2 separate regions of the Oryctolagus cuniculus genome follow, and region 2 is linked to region 1. The links are chromatin contacts, called in public Micro-C maps. All regions are on one chromosome and are shown on one strand. Each heading gives the region's core, a stretch centred on a gene start, on an enhancer-like site or on the middle of the called end of the contact. The rest is flanking DNA. Distances are from core to core; before and after follow the strand shown. Region 1 overlaps IL6R (interleukin 6 receptor). Region 2 holds the start of ATP8B2 (ATPase phospholipid transporting 8B2).

What was found. A called contact is a pair of places that touch in the nucleus more often than the background predicts.
Region 2: a Micro-C map of ear pinna shows a contact between it and region 1, with 2.8 times the contacts expected there. The contact joins the promoter of ATP8B2 here to the enhancer-like site in region 1. A contact is called at or near these places in 2 of 6 Hi-C or Micro-C datasets (ear pinna and an unstated tissue).

What each region holds. Positions count from the first base shown.
Region 1 is chr7:44,001,114-44,006,892 of mOryCun1.1, forward strand. IL6R (interleukin 6 receptor) reads right to left here. Exons shown (of 10, transcript XM_051858640.2): 9 at 4,965-5,055; 10 at 1-550. The coding sequence ends at 304. Among named protein-coding and RNA genes, the nearest start is that of SHE, 34 kb to the left of the region's middle. Within about 2 kb of position 3,663, at least 2 of the 8 cell types and tissues checked have an H3K27ac peak or open chromatin away from gene starts, as enhancers often do. A contact at or near this core is called in ear pinna, where this site is marked.
Region 2 is chr7:44,100,992-44,106,770 of mOryCun1.1, forward strand. It overlaps ATP8B2 (ATPase phospholipid transporting 8B2), which reads right to left and starts at 2,118. Exons shown (of 29, transcript XM_051858641.2): 1 at 1,936-2,118. It overlaps AQP10 (aquaporin 10), which reads right to left and starts at 5,710. Exons shown (of 6, transcript XM_008264381.4): 1 at 5,564-5,710; 2 at 5,107-5,233; 3 at 4,405-4,542; 4 at 4,183-4,301; 5 at 3,740-3,957; 6 at 2,306-3,315. The coding sequence starts at 5,668. The coding sequence ends at 3,138.

The sequences.
Region 1 (5,779 bases), core at 2,413-4,912:
GGGGGTGGGGGACAGCCCCTCCCTGCCCAGTGTCCAAGACAGGCTGTCTCCAGCGTGGCCCGAGCTCGCCCCAGCCCCTCACCGTGCAGCAAGGCGTTTGGAAAAGATGGCGTGCAAACTCCGCCAGCTCTTCCTGCTCAGCAGATGTGGTAAGTGGATGCTCGCCAGTGCAGCGCCTTGGGCAGGCAACTCTGTAATGTGGAGCCCCTGAGACGGGCCAGACGGGCCGGACGGGCCGGACGGGTTGGACAGCAGGCCAGGGGGGCAGGGGCTGTGCTCCATCACCTCGGGCACCCCCCACAGCTATCTGGGGAAGAAGTATTCTTTGTTGCTGACATCATAAGGGCTCCGCGGGCAGCCGGCGTCTGGGTGGCTGGGACCCGGGGCGTTGTCAGAGCCGAGGCTGCTGGGGGACACGGGTGGGGAGATGAGGGGCACCAGCACGGTGATGGGCCTGGGCCTCTCGGGAACAAGCTGGCCCAGCGCGTAGGGCGGGTGCACCCCCGCCTTGCCTTCCTTCAGAGCTCGCAGCTTCCACATCTTCCTGAACCTTCAACACAGACACAAGAAGACAAACCATGAGGATGGTTAGTGCCCCGACTGGCGGCCCCAGGGGCCTGGCGCTCCAGGCTTGGGACCCAAGGGGTGACAACTGGTTACCCCATCAGCTGCTGTCACCAGGGATGCACTGAAGAGGTGGTGCCTCAAAAATACCCCCAAGAAAACAGGCGTGTGCAGTTGGTCTAACTTACAAATGGGGAAACTGAGGCACACCCAGGCTGTGAGTATCCCTTTATGGAACCCCAAAGTAACATGACAGGTCCTTGACTTGGCCTGTTCCAGAGGTGCTCACCAGGGACACAACATCAGCCCCAAGTTCATTTGCTTAAAAGTGGGGGTGCAGCGTTGTGGCTTAGCAGGTGAAGCCCCTGCCTGTGACCCCGGCATCCCATATAGGAGAGCCAGCCTGCATCCCGCCTGCTCCACTTCTGATCCAGCTCCCTGCTAATGCACCTGGGAAAGTAGGGCCCGAGTGCTTGGACCGCTGCACCCATGTGGGAGACCAGTGGAGTTCCAGCCTCCTGGCCCAGCCCTGGCTGTTGCAGCCTTCTGGGGAGTGAACCAGTAGATGGAGGAGTGAACCAGTGGATGGAGGAGTGAACCAGTGGATGGAGGAGCTTGCTCTGTCTCTCTGTCACTCTGCCTTTCAAATAATAATAATAAAAAAAAGGCGCTGCCTGTGATTTGTGATGGCCTCCCCGCAGCCCTCCTGTGCCCATCCTGCCCACACCCCTGCATCCACTGCCTGCACACGGTCAGTGCTCACAGGCCCAGCCGGGGGCACCCTCGGACACGGGCTGACTCATCTGACAGGAAAGCCCACGTTAAACAGGAAAGAGATAGACATCTCTCTGATCGGGCTGGGCCCAAAGCCAGCACTCGGTAACTGAGAAGTCACTTGACAGCTGAAAGGAAGGCGAGATCATGAGATGATACCAATCTTCAAAGGTACAGCCACAGCGCCTTCCCGAGGGGCCCGGGCCTCGCCTCCCCCACCTGCTCCCCCGACAGCAGGAGAAAGGTGCTCCTCTCGCTTCCCTCACCGGTCAGTGACTCCGGGAAGGGCCGTGAGGCACGAGGGGAAGCCGATGTCAAAAACAAGACTGGGGGACTTTCCTTGGATGTCTTTTTTATATCGGCAGGCTATTCCTGTCCTTGTTATGATCCATAATTGATAGCTGGCTCCAAATCTGCCATTGGCTCTTGGCCTGCTCTCCAAATGCAATAAACAATCTGTAGAACATTACTAAGGACTTGGCCACTAGGAAGAGGGCCCAGCAGGGGTGCTTACTGCAGCTCCGCGGCGTCCTTGACTGGATGCAGTTCTCCCTGGTGAAAGTGCCCATTGTACTCTGGGTGGCAAAATAATCAGACTCCCTGGTCCAGGAACCCCACCCCCGGAAATACACTCTAAAGAAACTACACAGCTATGGGGAAAAAAACTTTAGGCAAAAGATGTTCAACACAGGGTTGTTTATAAAAGCGAAACAATGCCCAAATGCTTCGTGGTGAGACGTTGGTTAAGTGAACTTGGGTAAACTCTACGGAACAGAGAAGTCTATAGCTGATGAAAGTGGTGTTTACGTATTGTGGAAAACTAGTATGTTCTAATGCTAAATTTAAAAGGGAGGATTCAGGGGCAAACATTGTGCTAAGCCTCCGACTGCAGTGCCAGCCTCCCATTTGGATGCTCTTTTGTGTCCTGGATGCTCCTCTTCTGATCCAGCTCTCTGCTAATGGCCTGGAAAAGCACTGGAGGATGACCCAAGTGCTTGGGCCCTGCACCCACACGGGAGACCAGGAAGAAGCTCCTGGCTCCTGGTCTGCTCAGCTCCAGCCATTGCAGCCATTTGGGGAGTGAACCAGTGGATGGAAGACCTTCCTCTCTGTCTCTCTCTCTGTCTGTAACCCTGCCTCTCAAATAAGTGAATCAGTGGATGATCTCTCTCTCTCTCTCTCTCTCTTTCTATTCTTCCTTTCAAATAGGATAAATAAATTTGAAATTTTTTTTTAAAGAATACTCTTTTAAAAACAGATAAAAAATTGTAAAATTATCACCAATATTGCTGGAAACATATTTAGGAAAGTACTATGCTTAGGGACCAGGTACCAGGGCCGCCAGGACGAACATGGCCGTGCATCTCCCGTTCTGCCTGTGTAACTGTGACCATCCCAGTGGCTGGGCGGCTCGGCTGTCTTGGCACCCTCAGATTCCCACAGTCTCTCTGACTTCATCCCCTCTTCTCGACAGAAGGGATTTGGGGAATAGAGAAGTTTTTCACCACTCGAAATGACTGGCCTCTTTCCAAATGCATTTGGCTTATATGGAAGCAAATGGAAACTCAGCAGGCTAGGAAATAAATTGCTGGCTGTTCTCAGCCCGGAGCACTGCCCTGCCTGTGCCTACAGGGACTCTGGTTGTTTAGCAACCAGCAGCGTTCAGGCATCATCCGCAGAACAGCAAACTAGATCTGCCGCCTACCTAATGCTTTTGTTAGTGATTAACAGACACCAAGAGGGCGCCAGCAGCTGCACCGGCCTCCAGTGGACGCCCTAGGCCAGGCTCTTGCCAGTCCTTGAGCAAGTCATTTTACCTTTTGGAGCTGCTTCCTCGTTTGCAAAACTAAAGAAGATGACGCCTGAGGCCCCACCCAAAGAGTGCGACCTGTGGGTTTGAGTCTTGGCCTTGGCCTTCCTGGCTGTAAAACTCCACCTCTTTCTCTTTACTAAATCACACTCTCCGCTGCGCAAGGTCTGTGGCAGCTTACGGAAAGGCCTGTTTGGGGGCCCTGGTCATGTAGAGCCAGAAGCAGTAGGCGGGGGCACCTGCCTGCCTTGAGGCCAGGAATCCCCCCAGTGTGGACAAGCCCCCCACCCTTCATTGGCCTGAGGGTAGAAAAGGCTTCACTCCCTCCCAGGACCCCCCTCCCCACCTCCTGCACACCCCTGGGTGTGGACCACTTCATTGAAATATCAAAGCCAGAACAGCCCTGAACACAAGCGGCCTGGCCCTCTTGCTAATCCTCCAACCCCAGACCACCCTTGGGAGTAGGAGAGCTCCCTGCCCAGTTCCTACTCCTCCCTCCCAAACACCCTCAAAGACCGAGCAGCAGGCAGGTGAGAGAAGGGAAGGAAGGGGCGTGGCTTCCCCTCCTGTCTCCTTACAGTTCACTCTGCCCGAGGCCCCGCCTGGCTGCTTCCAGGGCTTCAGCTTATGCAAACTTTCAGTTCCTGCAGGGAAACGGGACCTCTGGGGATCTGCAGTATTTCCTGGCCACTCGACTTCACTAGAGGCTGGCCCTTCTGGAGACAGCAAGCCCAGGAACACAGGGACCCCGGCCACCGTGAACCACGGCTGCAGGCAGCATGGGGACGGGCGCCCCCCGCGGGTCTGCTGGGATCTCTAGGTGGACATTCTTAGGGACATCTTGCATGGCAGGCACCCAGATCTGAGTGTGTGCGTGCTCTCCGTGCACTGCTTCTCAGGCAGTGTGGCCCGTGGAAGAGAGCACGGCCATCCTCGTGGTGCACCCCCCACTCCGGTCCTCACAGCACCACTCTCCCACCTCCCCCGCACAGCTTCCCACCGCTGGCTTCCCCTGGGGTCCCGTCATAGGCCCTCCCCCTACATGCCAGCGCCCCTCGGATTTGTCCCTTCGGCTGCCCATCCCGGCCTTGCTGCTGAGGCCAGGACCCCGATTCCTCCTCTCCTTCTTCCTCCTCCTCCACTTCGCCACCAAACCCAGCCAGTTCTACCTCTGGTCAGCCTTGAGTCTACTCCTGGTTCCCCATGCCTCCGCTACCATCCTAGCACAGGCTCCTGTCATCTCTGGCCCAGACACGGGGGCTCCCGGCGTCCCCTGTATTTTACGTCCCCTGTAACATGCAGCCTCAGAACCGCAGAGAATGATCTGGGAAGATGGCAGAGCTGGGCAAGGCCTCCTCAGAACCCTGCAACGGCCATTCTCTGCCCTCGAGACAGGCCCAGAGGCCTTTACCTCCCTTTCCAGGCCTCCCCGGTACTGCTACACCCACACTTATGCATACACACATGCACACACATATACACATATGCACACACACACAGGCATGCACAAACCCTCTCAACCATAGGACATACTGGGCTCCTCTTCCTCTGGTTCTCGACACACAAGTCGTCACCCCTCAGGGCCCAACTTCCTCATCATAAGACAGCATCTATCCTGTCCACTGTTGCCTCCCGCAGCACCCGCATGGCACTATGGCCCAACACTGGGTGCCGTGCATGTGTGCCTGGGCTCCTTTGTTGATGAGCGTATGAGCAGACAAATGGTCGCTCTGTGCATCTCTGGCGACTCCGTGGCGAAGCGAAGCTCAGCAGGAGGCCGGAAGACCCCACTGGCCATTCCCGGGACCCAACTCACCTCAGGACAACGCCAGCGCCGAGCAGCGCCCCGAACGCCAGGCTCCCTCCAGTCACCAGGAACGTGGACAGCGGGACTGGGGAGGAATCATCTTCTGAGAGGGAAAAAGAAGAATGAGCAGGAGGAGAAAAAGGGGTAGAAAAAGCAGAAGAAAACCACTCAGCAGGTGCCATCAAAGGCCCAGAGAGGAGCAAGTGCTGAGCCACAGCAGGCTAAGCAGCTGCTGGTGACGCCGGCGCCCCACGTCAGAGCTGGCTCCGCGCCTGCCGCTCCGCCCCGGATTCAGCTCGGCTAATGGCCTGGGAAGCAGCAGAAGATGCCCCCGGTGCTTGGACCCCTACACCCACGTGCGAGACCCAGATGAAACTCCTGGCTCCTGGTTTTGGCTGGCCCAGACTGGCTGTTGCAGATATTTGGGGAGTGAACCAGTGGATGGACAGTTCTAAGTGCATGTGTGTGTGTGTCTGATACTCTGCTTTTCAAATAAATCAATAAATGCATAAATCGTTATAAAAACTACAAGCCCCACAGGACCCCCACCTGGAGAAGGAGGCGGTTCCGCTGACTAGCACTGGGCAGGGCTGCCGGCTTTCTGGCCAAAGCCAACTCCAGGAGAGCCGCTGGCATGAGCAGGTGGACCCCAGGACTCCACCTCCCAGAGGTGCTGGGCCCCTTGGCCAGACTCGGGCTGCCCCCTCACTTTCTGGGGGCCTTTCTGGTGGCATTCTGTCTGTCCTTACGAAGCACAGAGGGCACTCAAGACACCGAAGGCTTCGGGGACCTCTTCAATGGCAGCTCCCTTGAAGATGACATCA
Region 2 (5,779 bases), core at 868-3,367, 98 kb after region 1:
GGGGCAGAGAGAAGGGGCTAGCCGTTGTCAGCAGGGCTCAAGGTATCCGTCCCAGGGGTGACGGGTGCTCTCACGTGCCCTCCTGGTGGCAGAGTTGTGGCTGTGCTTATTAGAAAGCACAGTTTCCCCCAAAGGGTGGGGTGGAGGGAACATCAGCCAGGAAACACCTGGCAGTACATCAGGAAACAGGGTGGGCAGGCTCCTCCCTTCTCAAAATGCTTACAATCCCCCCACCCCCACCCCCACCCTGGGGCTTCCATTCTCACCTCCGGCAAGGGAGCTCACATTGTGAGCGCAGCCTTCACTTCCTGCCAGCCTGTCCCCAAATGGCTTCCTCTCATTCTGGGCCAGCCCTGGCAGGGAGTCCCCCTCCTCTCTCCCACCTCAAGCCCAGTCCAGGCAGTATGGCCCGGGTGCGCACGGGGGCAGCATCACTTAGGCAGGCTCTGCTCCCTTCCACCTTCCTATGTACTCTTTCCTCTAAAGAGCTGTAAGGCCTGGCCTACAAGGCAGGGTCACAGAGCCTCAACCCTGCCCAAAGGAAACTGCCAGCCAGTCACCTCCTTTCTTTTAGTGGAAGGCGGTCTCTGCCCCCCCCCCCCACCTTGGTTCTGTCTCCAGTCTACAGGGCGCACCCCACCAGCCGGCCAGCCCCAAGATACTAATTGCCTGTCTGCCCAGCCTCTGTAATTACAGACTCTGGCCACGGCCCAGTCACCCACACCAGTTCTCCTTTCCCCAGCGCAGGCAGCACCGAAAAGCCAGAAGTCCTTTCCAGTGTGGCCCTTCCCCGGTGACGGCCGGCAAGGTGTCAGGCTCAGGAAGAAAATCCCTCACCCACATTTTGTTGAAAGATGCCAAGCTCTCCTCCAGGGCCCCCGGCCAGGGTCTCCACCCAGTCTGCAGTCTGAGTCATGGGAGGGTGGGGTGCAGAGGGAGGAGTTCAAGGAGAGGATGCAGGGGTAGGCATCACAAGTCACCCCATCCCACCAGGGGGAGGGGGGCCCCAAGCCACACTCGGACCTGGGAGGCCTGGGTCTGAGTTCGAGGAAAGAGCTGACAGCAGGAGTCTGGAGTCTGGACACCGACCAGGAAAGTTGTTTCACCTCTAAGACCCCGGGGGAAGAGGAGAGCAGGCTTGCCCCAGACCTCCACCCCCCCCCCCGGGGGGGGCGGCAGTGACAGGAAGGGAAAGGGAGGGGGAGACCTGGCAACCAGGACCCCCTCTGTCTCCTTCGCAGTCTCCTCCAGCCTGGGTTTTCTGAACCAGTCAAGCCCATCGGCCACGTCGCCCTGCCTGGCCATCCTGCCCCAGCCCCAGCCCCCTCTGCAGCCACATCTAGGATAAAAATAGCCAGTCCCGGGAAGAGGCAGTGCTCCATGGAGGACAGCAGCTCCTCCCCTAGGTCTGGCCCCTTCTCCTTTCCAACCAAGACTTCTTCCTTCAGCGGAGGCTGGCCGGTCAGGGATACAGGAGGACATGGAATCCAAGGCGCAAGCAACCAACACCATCCCAGGCTACCTTCGCCGGCCATGGGCAGAACCCAAGACTCCACAGCGCGGAGCTGCCAAAGCTCCTGGTCCCCCCTGGTTTTCCTCTGGCACAGCGCCTGCCTGCCCCACGCTCCCTCCTGCGGGCTCCCGGCCCCCGGGGACCCGGACTCCCGCTCTCACGCACACAATCCCCCAGGCGGCCACCCCTCCGTCCCTGCTGCAGAAACCTCGCCTCGGCTCTCCACGCGCCCCGCGGGCACCCTCTCCGCCCACCCTGCCCACAGCCTCCCGGCTCCCCCAGACACCCCCCTTTCCTTCGTCGCCCACTGCCCGCCGCGGATCCCCGCAGCTCCCGATACCAGGGTCTCTCCGGCCCGCGGCCGCATCTCCCGGCCCCGCTCCCCGGCTGCCCCCGCCTCGCCTCCCCTCGCCTCGCCTCACCTCAGCGCTCGGCGCTCGGCGCCCGCCCCGGCGGCCCCGTCCTGCCCATGCCGGGGGCTGGGACGGGGGGCGCTCGACTCGGCTCCCCGCGGGCTCCCGCCCCCCCCAGCTGCGGCCCCGCTCCCCCCGGGGCCTCGGCCCGCTACTTTGTGTCAGTTTCGGCCACGGCGGGGCGGAAGTGACGGAAGTGGCAGCAGAGGGCGGGGGGCGGGAGGGGGTTTCGGGGAGGGCCGAGAGGAGGGGAGGCGGCGGCCGCCATGTTTGTGCGGGGCAGGGGGAGGGTCTTCACCGGCCCGCGGGGAGCTCCAGGGCCGGGAACCCAGCCCTCGCATCCTCCCCGCGGCTGAAACAAACGATTCTCGAGGCCAGGTAGCGCCGAGGTGTTCTGTTTAATTCGGAGGGAAGGGACTGGGAGAACGCCGCCTTCCCTGCGGAAAGCACGTTCCCGGGAGGGGGGGCGTGAGGGCTGGGGACGCGGTGAACGACGAGGCTTTTCCTCCACGCCGGTTTCCCCTCGCTCCCGGAATCACGCCCCTAGGGGCCACCGCCCACTCCCTTCGCCTTCTCTCCTCGCCCTGGATCGCCTCACTGGACTGCACCCCCTCCCTGAACGACACGGCCCCGATTGTCCAGCTGTCGAGTTGTGCCTCAGTTTCTCTGCCCGTCTCCGAGGGCTCGAGGGCTCGAGGGCTGTGCTCGGCCCGCACCACGCCCCTTGGGTGGAGGCAGTGCCTCACCCTCGGCTACCTTTGCGGGCGGCCCAGCGTAAGGGAGGCGCCCCCGTGAGGGTGACGGCGGGCGGCGCCGAGGTTCCGAGAGCTGGGAGGTGCAGTCGGGCCCAGGCTTTGGAGGGAAGTGCCCAGGGTTCGGGCCCGCGCTAGGTGATCGGGCCCTGGCGCCCCGTGGGGTCCCCCAGGCTGGCACCCCGGGCGCGCGCCCCCTGGCGGCTGCTGGGCGCTCCTGCGTTCCTAGAGGCCCTGAGGGTCAGAATACCCTTCGTGGGGCCAGGGGTGAGGGGCGTGAGTTCCTGACCCTCGTCTGCCTGCAGTCCGCCCGTGTCTGGCATCTTTCCCGGTTGAGGAGGAAGGGCTGCCCGGATGGGTACACAGAGAATCTGGCATAAAGAAGAGTGGCCGTGTGGCTGGCAGGCAAGTTGGGTGGCTGTCCCCAGTGGCCTTCCAGGTAGGCGAGGGCTGTCATGGTCACAGCTTACACTCCAGCGTCTGGACCGAGTGAGTCTGTAGGGCAGGCTTCGCCTCCTGGGCTGGCTCTGAGTCCTCCGGGTGGTGCAGAGACACCAGCAAGTGGTACACAGCCGTGCCGAGGACGGCCCCCACCATAGGGGCCACCACGGGCACCCACCACCAGCCGTTGCCAGCACTGCCAGCAAAAGACAAAAGGGAGATATAAGGGGTGGCTCCCTTAGCCCCTCTCCCCAAGGACAGCAACTAGCAGTGGTAGTTCTGGGGGAGGGACACCGGGAAGAGAATCTCTTAACACTAAAGCATAGCACTTAGGGAGGGAACCCCAGGAGGGCTTGGTCCAGCCTCTCGCCATAGGGAGTTCTTGACTATACGCAATTTGCTGATGACGTCACTAGTGCCCCGAAAGATAATATGACGGGCCCAAGAACACAACCTCTGGATCTTAGCATTCTGTTGCAAAGGGCAGAAAGGGGTCTCTAAAGAGGGGTGTGGGCTTGCAGAAGGGATACTGTGCTAAGAGGAGAGAGCTGGGCACCAGGGCCAGAGCCATTAGCAGAGGGAGGGCAGTGGAGCACAGCACCAGGAGCTGCTTCTCTCACCTGAATACTTCAGGGCCCCAGCCAGCCACATAGGTGAAGAGCCGTGGGCCCAGGTCCCGTGCAGGGTTGAGTGGGTACCCACAGTTGGCACCCAAGGATAAGCCAATGCTCAGGATCAGAAGCCCCACTACCACTGGCTCGAGACCGGCAGGCACGCCCTTGTTCCGTCTGTCCAGGATGGCCAAGAGCCCCACAATCAGAACGCTGGTGCCCAGAACCTTGGAGTTGATGGAAGTAAAGGGATCTATGTCATCCGGCTTCATCCAACCTAGGCAGCTGGGACTGGGGGTGGGAGGAGGGGGAGCGGGGCAGGTGCCAAGACAACTGTCACCCCACATCCCACCCAGAGCCTGGACAGTAGGCTGGGGTCCCAAGGGACAGGACAAAGGTCTCCCCTAGACGGTAGTAGCCTGGGATCCCAAAGGTCTCTGCCTCACACCCACCTGGTCCCAGAAGCCGTTGCTCAGGGACAGATAAGAGGCAGGATAGGTGGTGAAGATGGAGGCCGTCTCCCTGGGACCAGTCACTGTGAGGTTCCCACCTGTATAGTTCTGCAGGGCATCTTCAGGGAAGACGAACAGCCAGGCTTCCACCTTTGCTCACCCAAACCCTCCCGAGGCACCCCCGCCCACACACAGGTGCCCCGCCCCTGCCCCCTCTGTTACCGTAGTAGACGGAGTAGGTAACTCCCGAGGCACAGAAAGCAGACAGCAGCTGCACAAAGATATAAATGGGGAGCTTGGCCCAGGGGAAGCGTCCCAGGAGGCACATGGACAGGGAGAAGGCCGGATTCAGGTGGGCCCCTTGAAGGAACAAGAAAGAAAACCAGCGTCCATTAAGTGGCGCTGCCATGCCGCTGCTGCTTCCCACAACACTCAAGGCACACAATGTTATTTCCATCGTAGAGCTTCGGAGGTTGAGGCGCAGGAGTGTAGGTGACTCAGCGGGGTCGCACAGTGCGCCTGGGCCTGTCTGCTCCTTCCCGCTGCAGTACGCCGGGTCTCAGGCTCCAGCCAGACAGGCTGATGCCCCGAGTGATGGGGAAGGAGCAGGTGAGGTCCTGGGCAGACAGGAGCCCCAGAGGGCTGCAGGGGCACACAAGGATAGCACTTAACTTCAATGCCCTGCCTTAGATTCCTCCCAAGCGAGCCTGGGATCAGTGTGAGGAAGGGGATTGGAGAGATACAGAAAGGGGAGGGGCTGGGTGAGGGCAAAGGCGTATCTCAGTCCAGGGAGGGCACTGGCAAAGCTTAGGGAGATAATGTCCGTGAGTCACCAAGGGATGTGCCTTGTGACCACCGCCACCAGACTCCCACGCTCACGTACACTCGCTGCCCTCCCCGATGACCACGCACCACCCTCCTCACCTGAGACGTTGCCGCCCACGTAGATGGCGACGGTCACGGCCAGAGCGCCCCCCAGGAACATGGTGAAGAAGTTGCCTTTGCTTTCTTCACTGGTCACAGCCTGGGCCACGCTGCCCTGGGTGATGAGCTGTGGGGGAAAGGAGAGAGGAGGAACACGGGACCCAGGAGAGGGAGACGGGGACGGCTCAGGGAACAGCCAAGAGGCGGGAACAGAGACAAGCAAAAGAGGAAAGGAAACAGAAATGGAAGAAGTGGAAGAGGAAGGAGAAAGGGGAGGAAAGTGAGAAAGGAGAAGGGACTGGAATGAAAGAGAGAGAGGGAGAGGAAGTAGGAGAGGAAGGGGGAGAGATGAGGAGGAAGAGGACAGGGAAGTGGGTGAAAGATGGAAAACAGAGGCTGGCAGGAGACCAGCAGGATCCAGAAACCTCTGTCCACCTCCCCCCACGCCCCTGCATACCAGGAGCACAAACACACCCAGGAACTCTGCCAGGCACTGTCGGGCCAGGAGGTTGTGGATCCGCAGGTGGTCCCTGACTTCTGCCTGGAGCTGACTGAAGGCCATGGTGGGGACAGCCGTGTCGCAGCGACTGCTCCCTCTGTCTGCAGAGCCACACTGCTACTTGCCCAGCTACTGCCTACCAGGGGAAAGATAAGAAAGAGACTTTAAAACCAA